Linked DNA regions of Sus scrofa: regions 1, 2, 3 and 4 are each linked to region 5. Evidence: chromatin contacts called from public Hi-C and HiChIP or PLAC-seq data. All regions are on one chromosome and are shown on one strand. Each heading gives the region's core, a stretch centred on a gene start, on an enhancer-like site or on the middle of the called end of the contact. The rest is flanking DNA. Distances are from core to core; before and after follow the strand shown.

Region 1 (2,700 bases), core at 163-2,662, 350 kb before region 5:
TATTTTTTGGAGTAAGGATGAGCATTTTCTACATATTTAGAAGACAAGAAGATAGATATCTCTTAATCTCCCTGCTCAACATTTTTTGGTTATCTTTTCCTTATGATCTTTGAAAGCTTTTTTATCTATTAAGGAGATCAGCCCTCTTTATATACTAAGCATAGCAAATATTTTTGTCAGTTAAATGCTTGATTTATCATCTATAGAACATTTTAATTCTTATGAATTCAAATTGCTCATTTTTTTCTTTTACGGTTTCTGAGTTTTTAAATAATGCTTAGAAAAGCCTTTTCTATTCCATAATTATTTAAATGTGATCCTTTCATTTTTAATACTTTCATAATTATATCTTTAAGCTTAAATGTTTAATTTATATAGAATTGATTTTGATGAAAGAAGATGAGACTTTATAGATGCCTATTCATGACCCTAACTCATTCACTGAATAACCTGTAATTTTCTCCTTTACTTTAAAATAATAATTTTTTTAAACCAGGAAATTAAATTTCTGTACATACATCTCTTTGGATTCTCCCTTCTGGTCCATTGAGCCTATCTATTCTAGTGTTAATCAGAACTGTTTCCAGAGTTCCCATTGTGGTGCAGTGGGTTAAGTATCTGGGGTTGTCTCAGCAGGAGCACCAGTCATTGCTGAGGTTCAGGTTTGATCCCCAGCCCAGGAACTTCCATATGCTAGGTGTTAGGCCAAAACAACAACAAAAAAGTTTCAATTATTGTGATGTTATATTTATATATGTTGAGGATTATTACATCCATCACTCTTTTTTAAAAAACTGATATTCTTACTTGGTTATTCTCTAAGTAAACTTTATTATAAGATTGGCTTGAAAAAAATATCATGATGGTATTTTTTTTAAGTTCAGTTTAACTCCAAGATTTGTAGATTAATTTAGGGAAATTTTCTTTATGATAGTGAATTTTCCTAGTCAAGCAAGATCTCTACTCACTTATGCACGTCTTTTGTATTCTCTTTGATTTTCCATGTATAAAGTATATTTGAAATTATAGTCTTGCTTCCAGTTTTTATGCATTTTTCTTGCTCTTATCTAATTGCATAGGCCAGTAACTCCAGAACAATGTCAAATAATAGTGGTGATTGTGTGCATTCTTCTTTTGTTTTGTTTTCCCTGACTTTACTGGAAATGTTTGAGGGGTTTAACAAACAAAACATTTTACCAGCTTTCAGCAGAGAAATCGTGCACTCTTTCTGTATTCTGCAATTCTCCTAGGTTTTCTTCATTGGCTTTCTAGGTCTTATATCTTAAACCCTGAAAATTCCCTCCATTTGCCTAAAGTTGAAAAACAAAGTTCTTCATCCATTGCTTCAAAAGGATAAATCAGGGCGGCAAAGCTTTCTAAACTCCTCGGCAGTAGCCATAGCAAGAGTTAGAAAAGATGCCTTCAGGAGCGGGCCGAGCAGGGAGAGTCACTTAACAGAAGGAAGAACTGGAGCGGTGGGGAGGAGTCGGGGTCACCCCCGCCCCCAGCCTCGAGTAGGTGCCACCCGCGGAGATGAAATGTGAGCCTCGGTGGCCGAGGACTCCGGACCCGCCGCTTAGCCCGCCTCAGGAGCCCCGGGGACAGACAAAGAGACCTTGGCCCCAGCGCAGTCCCGCGCGGCGGTCGGGCTCGCCTCCGAGACTCCCAGGGCCATGGCCAGGTCTCCGCGCCACCCCGCTCTCCGGAGCGTCGCCCTCTCCATCTGACCGCCCTCCAGCGCCCCCGTCCCCTCCCGGTTCCGGGCTGTCCCTCGACTTCGAGCCCTTTCTACACACCGGTCTGTCCGTCTCTCTGTCGGTTTGTCCTGGCGCGCAACCTCCGGCCACTGGCTTGGATGGACGCGCGGAGGCTGCCCGGGTGTCCAGGGGTCTTGCTTCCGAAGTTGGTGCTGCTCTTTGTCTACGCAGGTCAGTGACCTAGGGCGACGAGAGAGGGGAAGGGGGCTCGGGGCTGCGCTGAGGTCACACTCCGGGCAAGGCGGCTTGGGCGCGACGCGCGGGGACCGTGGTGGGAGGTCAGAGACTGTGTGGTCCCCGGAGGCGGGAGCAGAGAAGCCACCGCGCTGGAGCCCTGGGCTCGACCTCTATGCGCTTGTGTTTTGCCCCTTTCTTTCATCGTTTCTTTTTCTTTTTTCTCCCCCACGCTTTCTCTTTTCCTTTTTCTCTCTCCAGGCAAAGTAACTAATCTCAATCCCACATTTCTCATTTAGGGGATTTTATTTTCTGGATAGCGCGAAATTTTCCCTGTCATATCCAGAATTCAGGAATTGGGGTGAAAGAGGAGGCTGAGCAGTGGGAGGAAAGCAGTTTTTTTGTCTGTTTGTTTGTTTGTTTTATAAAGGACAAGACGTTTAGAGGTATTGCTAAAGTTTTTCCAATAAACTAATCTGGAGACTTTTCCATTTCAGTAAAGTCTACCCATGGCCCCTTCCACCACCACATTCTGAATATTCCGGCTTTTCCTTTTTAAAATAAAAAACCTTAGATTTCTGTTTTCATCCTTTAGAAGATGATTCTTAAGTGTGGTTGACAGGGCAATTGGAAGCTTTGAGTCGAAATATGAAGTTTTTGAGAGGCATAAATTCACCCTGAATCGAATCCTTTTTTGCTGAATTCATAAGCAATTTCCCTCATTTTGATTATTCTTAGTGAGAATTGCTAACAATTGATGAAACAAAGC
Region 2 (2,700 bases), core at 176-2,675, 430 kb after region 5:
AACTAAATACAAATAAAACTTTACAGTTACGTTTAACATTCTCTTTTACAGTCATAGATAAATTTCAGCATGATCCTTCTTCATTGGAACACATTACTAAATTACAGTGTTTAGGACAATTTTACCCCAGTAAAAGGACAACAAATAAATAACAAGTGTAATTGGGGAGTACCTGCCTGATCAACTGCGTATTTTCTCAAGTTAAAAAATATTTTTAAATACCTGAGGAAATTAAAAAATATTTTTTTTTAAAATAAAGTCAATAGCTAAAAATAAGCACACAAGTCTGTGTGTGTGTGAATGTGTGTACACATGGAAAGAGAGAAAGCAAATGTGGAGAAAGGTTAACACTTGGTGACCTCTGAAGGTGAAGATGTTGGTTGTATCATTTCATTGTATTTTTTTTTTCAATTATCCTGCAGACTTTTTAAGTTTTATGAATAAAGCTGGAGGTGAATGAAAACCAACAGTTTTAACTTAATATTCAGCCTCCACATGCCTTGCCTCAATTTAACATCTCCCTCATTATTTATGTCCTTACTTCCAGACTCTATATACACCCCTCAAGGCTTTCGGTCCTGTAGACACAATCCAGGTAAAACTGACTTAAGTCCACCTCGTGTCAGACTATGTTTAAAAATAAATAAACTTGAAAAGTCTGGGTCAAACCCTGAGAGAGGTCATTATCCCCTTAAAGTAGCTTCGAATGAGTGGACCAGTTTCTTTGGAAGTTTAAGACAACGCAGTATCTAAGAATGTTATCACTGCCCAATTCCTCACTTTGCTCAAGTGAAGCCTTCTAAATCTTTGCTCCTCCCATGGGTCAGACTTTCTGCGTGTATTTCTAAATCACTACTCATGCTCTGGCAACGCAACATTAGGCGTAGTCCTCCCTGCCGTTAACCTAATCAAGCTGAAACACAACATGAAAATCTAAAAAAGCTGATGAACTACATTAACCCATCATTTCCTCCTCGTCTTACTTCCTCGTTTTTAAAAGAAATCCAATGGACACCATATACATTAACAGATGGCTTGGATGCAACTGTAAAACAATTCTAGAAATACAACTGAATTTGAAGTGAGCGAATCGCTGAGTTGGCAAGGAGATTGGTTTTGCATCTTCCTCCGAAATCCTGGGGGCGTCAGGATCGGATCTCGACCACTGCGAATGCAGACCACGGCGGACAGTCCAGCAGGGGACAGTAAAGGAAGGGGGTGGCGAAAGGTGACAGGAACGACCCCAGCCCCGGGGGCGCGCGGCTTCGCAGAGCCCCGCGCCGCGCGCCCCCCGCCCCTCCCCTCCGCTCCCCGCACAGCCTCCCCCGCCCCTCCCCACCCGGCTCCCTCAAGTCTCCACGAACGGAAATGGGAGTCACAGCGCCGGGGACCAGCGGAAACAAAACACAGAGGCGGCCGCGGGGGGGCCGCTGTGGGGGAGAAGGCCCCGGAACGAAGCCGGCCCGCGCGGGCCCGCGCTCCCCTCCTCCCCCGCGGCCGCACTCACCCGCTCCGGATTCAGCCCCGTCGCCCCCGCCCGCACTCCAGAGCCGGCTGAGAACGGCAGCGGCGCGGGCTCCACGTGCAGCGTCTCTCCCGGTAAGACCCGCAGCTCCCGCGACTCGAAATGGGAGGCCCCGGGCCCTTCCCGCGAAAACGGCGCTGAGAAACTCCAACCCCCCTCCCGCCTCCCAGGCACCCCCGGGTCCGGGACTACAACTCCCAGCAGGTTGTGCGAAACGGACACTCTAGGCTACGGGGGCTCGCGAGGCACAGGTAACGCAACGCCCCAATCCGCTTTGTTTTACACCCTCACTTTGCCTGCGCAATCATACACCTCAACCACCCCCAAGGAATAGGACGCTGACTCGGGGCGCGGGGTGGGGGTGGGGGAAACTGAATTAGGAGAAAGGCTAGTCCAAGTGCGCATGCGTACAAAAGATTTCCGAGGGGGGAAGAGCAGGTCAAGTTGGGCGAGGGAAAGATGGCGGAGGCGTCCAGGGGACCCGGAAGCACTTACCCTCCACTTCCTCCTTCTGTTTGGCTTCTGTCTCACCTAGAGCCGTCCGGTCGCAGACTGTCTCCGAGACGCTTCCTGTCCGGTGAGTGTCGACCGACTGAAACGGCGACCCACAATGCCTTGCAATGGCGGGTAGGCGGGTGGGGGGCGGAGCCAGGGCCGGAAGTAGAACGGTGGCGGCGGTGCTGGCTCTGGCAGCTCGGGACTGAGTACAAGGTGACTGGGAGGGTAGTGGACTAACTTTGTTTCCTAGAACTCAGATTGTGGCTTTCTTCACGAGAGGCAGGGATGCTTATTACCTCTGCCTTTCAGGAAGAGAGAGCAGCCTTAAATCCCGGATACCTTCACGGCCTGGCCCGGGGTTTTTGCTCGGCGCTTTTAGGCCTGAAGGTTGTAGCAGACTCAATAGCCCTGATAATACTGCTCTCGGGGCAAACCGGGATGGTATGGGAGGCGTGGAGTCCGGGGCTTTTGGACTATCTCCCCGGCTGGGACAGCTCAAGGTCAAGCCTGCCGGGCCGGTCTGCAGCCAGGCCTGTTCAGCCAGGGCGCGCAAGAGATTGTTCTGAACTATTTAAAGTAGAACGTTAGAGGGAAAAGGGTAATAGGAATCCTGAAAGTTTGCAACCCAACTGTAAGGATTGGTAGTGCTAAAACTTGGTTAAGCAGCTTTGTTTTAC
Region 3 (2,700 bases), core at 39-2,538, 260 kb after region 5:
ATACTAGAATATTCTTCACACGGCACAACAGGTCTTGTAAGACTATATGTGTGTAACTGCATTGTAAAGCTGCCCTCTTAACACATTTTCACCTGGCCATAGAGCAGCAGTGGACAAATGGAGAAACTGAGATAAAGTGCTGTTCAAAGCTGCAAACCAGTCCTTGTCGGGCCCCTCTTATCTACGTGTAATGCTGGTTTCCTGCTGATTCCTCCATCACCTTAGGCCTGGTGAGGAGGGGAGGTTGTGCTGGGCACCAGCTAGCTAAGAACTGGTTTATTACAAAGAAGGCCAGAGCTAACAAACTCAGAAGTCCTAGAGTTTCCATCATTTTGTTTCTCTCTTTTTATCTGGGGACTGTTTGATTCATAGCAGCTGAAGGCAGTGCAAGACACATTGCTGAATTGTTTTATTTTAACTCTTTGAGATGGTGTTACCTATATCGAATTTACTAAGCAGTCAATGTAGCATGTTTTGAGCAGCATTTTGAAGTACTTTCTGTTTCGATGTGTGACAGTTCATTTGAAAAATTAGAGAGTAAAAAAAGTAAAATTAGAAAGTATTTACTTTGGATTGAGAAAGAATTCATTATTTTGTCTTGTCAATATACATTCTTTTTTTGCAGTCCTGTCTAATTATCTTTTTTAAAAACATTAATGTCTGATCACTAAACACAAAATTAGTTATTTTTTGAAGATTAATTCATGCATAAATCAGCCTCACACAGTTAAAGCCTAAATTTAAGAGACTAAATTTTAAGTCCCTAAAAGTATTATTGTGTACCATCCTAAAAAATAGGAAAAACTTGATTACTGTTTTTAAATAATACATGCAGCTTGAAGCAAGAAGGCAGAGAAATTTATAGAAATGATTTCCTCACCCGGAATAAACTAATGATAGCTTTTTGTGGTCCTGTCTTTCAGGCCTTTTTTTTTTTTTTTTTGGTCTTTTTAGGGCCACACCCATGGCATATGGAGGTTCCCAGGATAGGGGTCCAATCGGAGCTGTAGCTGCTGGCCTACGCCACCGCCCACGGCAATGCCGAATCCTTATCCCACTGAGCAAGGCCAGGGATCAAACCTTTGTCCTCATAAATGCTAGTCAGATTCATTTCTGCTGAGGCACGACGGAAATTCCCCTTTCAGACTTTTTTCTGTGCATATTTGATGCTTTTAGATATTTCCTTGAGTAATTACGAAACAGGGCTTTATTATTTGTAAGACATATGTGTGAACATTTGAGCCCAAGAAAAACCCAGCTTCCTTGTGACAAAACTGAGGTTCAGCAAGAATGTGGTTTGCCCAAGAGCTCAGAGAAAATAAGTGTTTGCATTAAAATGGACCCTGAGATGGAGCACCGAGGCTTCAGCCTGAAATTAAATCTCAGACTCAACTGCTTTCCCCAGGGTTGAATACAGTTTCTAATGATTTAATTACTGATGCAGGTGACCCCTTAAAGTTACTTCTTTTGCTCTGTAAATTTGCTTTGGTCCATTCTTACCTTCGGCTGAAGCACTATTTGAGGCACTTGTCATCAGGAAGTTCTCCAAGTACGATAATTCTCCGGTTAACACATTTTACAAGGGTTAATCCCTCACTATACATGGCTGCAGATGGGAAAAAAATGAAATATGGAGAAGCACTTTTGTTCAGATCTATCTGGGGGTTGCAAGAAGAAGTGCGTTTTAATCTGCTACATGAATAGAGTACCAGAAATTAGTCACCTTCACAGTAGTTGTTAGAGAATATTTCATGCATAGGCAATTTAATAAGTGCAGTTTTATAGTTTTTGAGAGTTTTGAAATGGATTTAAACATTTTTTTGTTCCTCATTAACCTGAGAAGATAACAGAGTCCCCTGTGGTTAAGGAGCCATGGCTGTCACTGATGTGGTGCAGGTTCGATCCCTGACCAGGGAATTTCTGCATGCCGTGGGCATGCCCCCTCCCCCCAATTAGAACATAGCTAATATTATTTCTACTTTAATTATGAAGAAACAGCCTTAGACACGGTCATTGGCCCAAAGTCGCTTGAATTATAAATGTTGGATTTATATGCCTCTGCCCTACCTTCTCCTCTTCATGATAAAGGACCAAACCACCTTTCTCTTTTGATGCATCCAAATGCCCTGGTAGGAGTTCCCATCATGGCTCAGCGGAAACGAATCTGACTAGCATCCACGAGGACACAGGCTCGATCCCTGGCCTTGCTCAGTCAGTTAAGGATCTGGTGTTGCCATGAGCTGTGGTGTAGGTCGCAGACGCAGCTCAGATCCCTGTTGCTGTGGCTGTGGCACAGGCCAGCAGCTACAGTTCCGATTCAACCCCTAGCCTGGGTACCTCCATATGCCATAGGTGCAGCCTTAAAAAGACAAAAAGAAAAAAAAAAAAAAAAGGCCATGGTATTCCCAGAAACATTATTTTCTCGCATATTTTGAAGACTTGGCTTGCTGCCTCTTTCTTCTCCCTCACTGTTCCTGCCAGCGTGTGGCATTCAAAATCAACTTGGGCTTATAATCCCATTTTTGGATTTGCATTATGCCTGGGCTGTGTGCACCAGAAAGCTGCATGGTCTGTAATGAAATTGCTGAGCCAAGTGTTATCCCATCAGGCACACCTTCTCTTACTGTGGACACCTCTGCTCACTTTCTCTTACCCAAGAGGCTTTATCCCGTCCTCCTGGCTTCACTGGCCCCTTGTCCA
Region 4 (2,700 bases), core at 99-2,598, 280 kb after region 5:
AGTCATAGCATTCCCCACACCCCCATCACTCCCATCCTTAGACCTGGGGTCTTAACTCCAATAGGCCTGCTATCTGCTGCTTTTCCCTCCTTGGGTTTGGGGGGGGGGACTGCTTAAGGAGCTGAAATGTCCCCATACAGCACTTGGCAGTGAGGTACACTTGAGGTTTTCTCCTGGAAATGATGTGGGGAGCCCAATCTCACATACAGAATGGAAAACATCCCTTTGAAGGAAAAACCATCTTCTGGACGGCACCCCTTAATTTTCCTACGGAAGACTCACCTCTTCACTCTGATTAAATTTGTATTGATTAAATTTGTATGATTCCAATAGTTGTACCAAAAAGTTTTAAAACAGTAATCCCCAAACTAAACATTTATGTCTTCAGCAAAGAGTGAAATTCTTCCTCCCTTCTGTGGACTGTTTGAGGTGCAGCAAATACACTAGAAACCTGAGCAGCCCCTCCCCACCTGACATGTTTGCAGCCTGCAGAGAGTAAATTAGTGTAACCCCATCCTAACAGTGACACCAGGGGAAGAACACTCATTCACAACCGCTGGCTTGTTCATAGAGAAGACCACTGCATCACCAGGGAGCATCTGTTTAAACATTCAGCTGGACATACTTTCAGAGTGTCATAGTTTTAAAAATTTTTAAAGTTTAAAAGAGATAATCTGTAATCTGAGCAGCATGTTCTTTCTATATCTTCTTTTTTGTTTGTTTAGTTTTTTTGCTTTTTAGGGCCACACTCTCGGCATGTGGAAGTTCTCAGGCTAAGGCTGGGATCAGAACCGCAGCTGCATCCCTACACCACAGCCACAGCAATGCCCGATTCCAGCCACATCTGCAACCTACGCTGCAGCTCAGGGCAACACCAGATCCTTAACCCACTGAGCCAGGCCAGGGATCGAGCCTTCATCCTCATGGATACTAGCCGGATTCATTTCCACTGAGCCACAAAGGCAGCTCCCTCTATATTTTCTAATAATACCTCTCTGGTATACCTTTATCATTATTTTAATTAAAAGAGTTTCTCTTTAACATATTAAATTGAGAAAAAACGGGGACAAACTGAAACAGGCATGGGAAGGTACTCAGAAGTTCAGATTTGAATGGTGTCCATTCTACTTTGCTGCATCTCTGTGATACTCTTGGATTTTTTTTTTTTTTTTTCTTAGCTTACTGTCATACCTTCAAGTTAAACAAACAGTCTTGCATGGAAGCCTTTTGTCCTTTTTTAAGCCAAAAGAGAATCAAACTGTCTTCCTTGCCCTAGAAGTATCCAGTTACTAAGGTGGGGCCGCAGCCAATGAGCGCTTTGCAAGCCAAGCCGGCACGGCAAGGTTTTCAGCGCCACCTGGTGGCTGAGACGGAGCAGCTGCGTAACTGCTGGGCACCGGCGTTCTGCTCTGTGTCAAAGTGGGAAGAAAAGGGAAAATTGTGGGTGTTCTGCATTTGGGGCTAAAGAAGAGTACAGTGTACCTCATCTTTGTACTGCTCCTCGCTGTGCGCTCTTAAAAGATTGCTTAGGAAACTCGTTCTTGCTTTTCAGGTTGACGCAGCTGTGACCCCGGAGGAGCGCCACCTCTCCAAGATGCAGCAGAATGGCTATGAAAACCCAACTTACAAGTTCTTTGAGCAGATGCAGAACTAGACCGCCGCCACAGCAGCCTCTGAAGTTGGACAGCAAAACCATTGCTTCACTACCCATTGGTGTTCATTTATAGAATAATGGGGAAAGACACAAACCCTTCTGTTTTATTATTTACTCATGATCGCCTTTCAGCAGCTGTGCTGTAACACAAGTAGATGCCTGAACTTGAATTAATATTACGAATCAGTAATGTATTCTCTCTCTTTACATTTCCGGTCTCTACACTACATTATTAATGGGTTTTGTGTACTGTAAAGAATGAAGCTGTATCAAACTAGTGCATGAATAGATTCCCTCCTGATTATTTATCATGTAGCCCCTTAGCCAGTTGTATATTATTCTTGTGGTTTTGTGATCCAATTAAGTCCTACTTTGAAATATGCTTTAAGAATCGATGGGGGATGCTTCATGTGAACGTGGGAGTTTAGCTGCTTCTCTTGCCTAAGTATTCTTTTCCTGATCACTATGCATTTTAAAGGTAAACATTTTTATGTATTCCAAATGAGTTAGAGAAGTTTTTTCCACGATTGCATTTGACTGTACAGATTGCTGCTTCTGCTATATTTGTGATATAGGAATTATGAGGATACACGTTTATTTCTTTGTGCCTGTTTTATGTGCACACATTAGGCATTGAGAATTAAAACTTCTTTTGTCCGTGTACCTTCGGATCTTTGATAAAAAAAAAAAAAATCCCTGTTCATTGCAAGCACTTTTATGGGGCGGGGGGTGGGGGGGCGCTCTGCTGGTCTCAAAATACCAAGAATTCTCCCCCCAAATTTTCTGCAGGATATTGTACAGAATCATTGCTTATGACCATGATAGCTTTCTACACTGTATTACATAAATAAATTAAATAAAACGACACTGGGCAAGAGTTTTCTTTGAAGGATGACTGTGGGTGTTAAATATTCAGAGTGATTCAGGGTGGGGAAGAAGAGGCAGATTCGGTTTCTTTCACCCAGTCTAAAACACTTTTTTTGTGATACCAAAAATGATGGAGGTGGGAGGGACAAAATTAGGGACCAGGGAAGGCAAGCCTGGAA
Region 5 (2,700 bases), core at 36-2,535:
GACAATATCCAGGGGAGCTGGCCCAGAAATGTTATCTTATCTGGAAGGAAGCCGGCATCCTCGGCTGAGCCACGATTCCACGGCTGAGCCTGTGGCTTCTTTCCCTCCCACCAGCGCCCCTGTGGACTGTGGCTTGTCCTTCAGGTCAAGAGCAGGGCAGTTCTAGACCATTCTAGACTCACCAGACACTAACCCGACCATGGGTGGATTGTGTTTAACCTAGGAGAAAGTGGCTTCCCTAGAAGGTTCACTTCTGTAATCCCGGGCAGACACAAGAAGGAACAAGGACGGAGTTGGAGGTCAGAAGTTCTGAGGTATGGGGGTCGAGGAGAAATCATCTTTCCACAACCTTTCTTTCACTTCACCCGCGTCTCAGATGGACACTACATCCCTGCCTGATTTAAAAAAAAAAAAAAAAAAAATCCCAGATGACTGTCCCCTTCTCAAAACAAAAACAAACAAAAAATTTAAAAAAAAAATTAAAAACCCTTCTTTCAAGGAGAAGTAAATAGGTCGCCGCTTCTTCTCCTGGTCCGGCGCCTTTCTCCTTCGGTTCAGTCTAAAGATAGAAATTCCAGGTTGCTCGTGGCTGCTTTTGACAAAAAAAAAAAAAAAAAAAAAAAAAAAAAAGAGGGCTTTTGCTCTCCTAGCAAGCAAAGAAATCCTATTTCCTTTAAGCTAGTCTTGTTCTCAGTCTCTTCCAGAAACGCCTCCCCCACCTCTCCAAACCGAGACAAAAAATTAAATGCGGATAAAAACGCACCCCAGCAGCAACCCATTTATACGACACCCCCGAGAGGCCTGCGGGGTCGGATGAGTCAAGCTCACGGGAACGAGCGGGGAGCGCTCCCGACTTTTCTGGAGCCCAGTCGTCCTACGACTCACCTTTCCCTGATCCTGCACGGTCCCTCTCCCGGCCCCAGAGTCTCCCTCCTACTGCTCGAGGGGTCCAGGCCAGGGAAGCGGGCGGGGAGCCGGGGGGACCCGGCGGGAGCCGAGGGCCCCGCACCTGTGGGCGCCGAGGGCGCCGGGGGCGCCGGGGGCCGCGGGCCCCTCCCGGCCGAGCGCGCGCAGCTCCCCGGCGGCTCCGCTAGGGGTCTCTCTCGGGTGCCGAGCGGGGTGGGCCGGATCAGCTGACTCGCCCGGGCTCCGAGCCCCGCCGCCGCGCTGCTGTTCGGTCAGTTTCCTCGGCAGCGGTAGGAGAGAGCACCCGGGGCAGCGCGAGCGCGGGGCCACCGTAGACAGCGGCAGCGACACCGGCAGAGCAAGGGCGCGGCGGATCCCACGCGAACAGCAGCGCACTCGGTGCCCCGCGCAGGGTCGCGATGCTGCCCGGTTTGGCACTGGTCCTGCTGGCCGCCTGGACGGCTCGGGCGCTGGAGGTGGGTGCCGCGCCTCGGAATGGGGTCGGAGGGGGACAGTGGAGACCCGATTAATCCAAGTCTTTAACCCAGAGAAGCTGGGGTTAGTCGAGGACCACCCCACTCTCCTCAGGCCTTACGCCCCCGCTTGCGGGCACCCTGCGCATCCCCGCTTCTGGCCCAGCCCTGCCCCGGGGACGCGCTCTCCGGCCCGCGGGGAAGGAGCGGGTGAGGGGTCGGGAGCCCGGGTCCGCTTCAGTCGGGGGAGAGAAGAGGAGGAGGCTATCTGCAGCTCAGACCCTGACTTAGTCCCTGCCTCGGAACCGGGGACCCGGGGCAGCTAGAGACGTCCAGATGGTAGGTGGGGGAGGGAGCACGTGGGAAAAGCCGAAAACCCACAGTCCCTGGATCCTGTCCCCAGCTCTTAATCGCTGCCTTTCCCTTTCTCTCGGGCCCTAGGGAGGAGTCGGGACGGCTTGGGAAGCTGGTCATCTCTCTCCCCAACCCCCCCACCCCCGCTTTCCCTCGCTTTTCCCCCGCGGTTTCACCTTCCCTTCACATCCCCACCGCCCCTTTTCTGCCCGACCTCCTCCTCCTCCCTCTTCTCGGTTGCTCGGGGCTGCCTCCTGAGTGCGACCCCAAGCAGGGTCAGGCACCACCCTCGGCAGGCAAACTTTGTGCATTTCTGTGTCTCCCTTTTGTGCTAAGTTGCGAGAGATGGGAGGGGTCGGAGATCCACAGCCACATCGCACCTTCCCCAAGCCTAAATATCCCGGGCGTTCGCTCGCACCCTCACATTCTCCGGGAGAGGGACAAGGAAGGTCCCCGGGAACAAAAGCCGCGACACCCCGCCCTCGCCAGCCCGGGGCGCGGTGGGCTGAGCTGAGTTAGTCTGTGCGCCACCGAGGCTCCCGCCTGACTCCCTTCTCCGCGCTGCGCGCCCGTCCCGGAGGGGGCTGGGGCGCTGCTGGGGCGACTCTGGCCGAGCCTCTGGGCCCCTCTACTTCCTCCCCCCACCCCATCACCTCCGAGGCTTGCTCATTCTGTTCTCGGTTGTAAAGTCCTTGGGGAGAAATACGCGGAGAGTGGAGTGTGCGTCTGGAAGGGGCAGTGGCGGGTGGTGGGGAGCCACGAGCTCTCTTCCTGTGCATCAAAGGAGGCGTTTGTCTGATTAAGGCGCGGCCTCTTCCCTGGCAGTGCTGGGCAGTCCGGTTTAGCTCCCCGGGGGGCGCGGACTGCTGGGGAGGGTCCTCAGGGTCTTTTTTTTTAGGGTGCAGATAAAAGGATTGAATTGAGTGAAGATTAAGACGGAGAAGATGGCGCCTCTGCAGTGCAGCAA

The links. A called contact is a pair of places that touch in the nucleus more often than the background predicts. HiChIP or PLAC-seq counts read pairs in DNA pulled down with a chosen protein or histone mark.
Region 1: a contact with region 5 is called in an H3K27ac HiChIP or PLAC-seq map of skeletal muscle, with 4 times the contacts expected there. The contact joins the promoter of CYYR1 here to the promoter of APP in region 5. A contact is called at or near these places in 2 of 47 Hi-C or Micro-C datasets (fetal heart ventricle and heart right ventricle) and 1 of 2 datasets of contacts at active chromatin or transcription factors (skeletal muscle).
Region 2: an H3K27ac HiChIP or PLAC-seq map of alveolar macrophages shows a contact between it and region 5. The contact joins the promoter of ATP5J here to the promoter of APP in region 5. A contact is called at or near these places in 1 of 5 promoter capture datasets (fetal liver), 2 of 47 Hi-C or Micro-C datasets (embryonic fibroblasts and omental adipose tissue) and 1 of 2 datasets of contacts at active chromatin or transcription factors (alveolar macrophages).
Region 3: an H3K27ac HiChIP or PLAC-seq map of alveolar macrophages shows a contact between it and region 5. The contact joins the enhancer-like site here to the promoter of APP in region 5. A contact is called at or near these places in 2 of 5 promoter capture datasets (fetal liver and liver) and 2 of 2 datasets of contacts at active chromatin or transcription factors (alveolar macrophages and skeletal muscle).
Region 4: a Hi-C map of omental adipose tissue shows a contact between it and region 5, with 2.1 times the contacts expected there. The contact joins the enhancer-like site here to the promoter of APP in region 5. A contact is called at or near these places in 2 of 5 promoter capture datasets (fetal liver and liver), 16 of 47 Hi-C or Micro-C datasets (alveolar macrophages, embryonic fibroblasts, epiblast stem cells and 10 more) and 2 of 2 datasets of contacts at active chromatin or transcription factors (alveolar macrophages and skeletal muscle).

The regions. Positions count from the first base shown.
Region 1 is chr13:190,065,372-190,068,071 of Sscrofa11.1, reverse strand. It overlaps CYYR1 (cysteine and tyrosine-rich protein 1), which reads left to right and starts at 1,412. Exons shown (of 5, transcript XM_021071450.1): 1 at 1,412-1,788; 2 at 1,829-1,928. The coding sequence starts at 1,534.
Region 2 is chr13:189,288,959-189,291,658 of Sscrofa11.1, reverse strand. ATP5J (ATP synthase-coupling factor 6, mitochondrial) reads left to right here and starts at 1,425. Exons shown (of 6, transcript XM_021071448.1): 1 at 1,425-1,599; 2 at 1,696-1,776; 3 at 2,061-2,102. GABPA (GA-binding protein alpha chain) reads right to left here and starts at 2,146. Exons shown (of 10, transcript XM_021071441.1): 1 at 2,021-2,146.
Region 3 is chr13:189,458,464-189,461,163 of Sscrofa11.1, reverse strand. The region is part of intron 14 of APP (amyloid beta precursor protein); the gene reads left to right. Among named protein-coding and RNA genes, the nearest start is that of ATP5J, 170 kb to the right of the region's middle. Within about 2 kb of position 1,288, at least 12 of the 83 cell types and tissues checked have an H3K27ac peak or open chromatin away from gene starts, as enhancers often do. A contact at or near this core is called in alveolar macrophages, where this site is marked.
Region 4 is chr13:189,434,914-189,437,613 of Sscrofa11.1, reverse strand. APP (amyloid beta precursor protein) reads left to right here. Exons shown (of 18, transcript NM_214372.1): 18 at 1,553-2,330. The coding sequence ends at 1,654. Among named protein-coding and RNA genes, the nearest start is that of ATP5J, 150 kb to the right of the region's middle. Within about 2 kb of position 1,348, at least 5 of the 83 cell types and tissues checked have an H3K27ac peak or open chromatin away from gene starts, as enhancers often do. A contact at or near this core is called in omental adipose tissue, where this site is marked.
Region 5 is chr13:189,714,537-189,717,236 of Sscrofa11.1, reverse strand. APP (amyloid beta precursor protein) reads left to right here and starts at 1,285. Exons shown (of 18, transcript NM_214372.1): 1 at 1,285-1,382. The coding sequence starts at 1,326. It overlaps LOC110256540 (a long non-coding RNA gene), which reads left to right and starts at 1,389. Exons shown (of 2, transcript XR_002338172.1): 1 at 1,389-1,718; 2 at 2,632-2,700.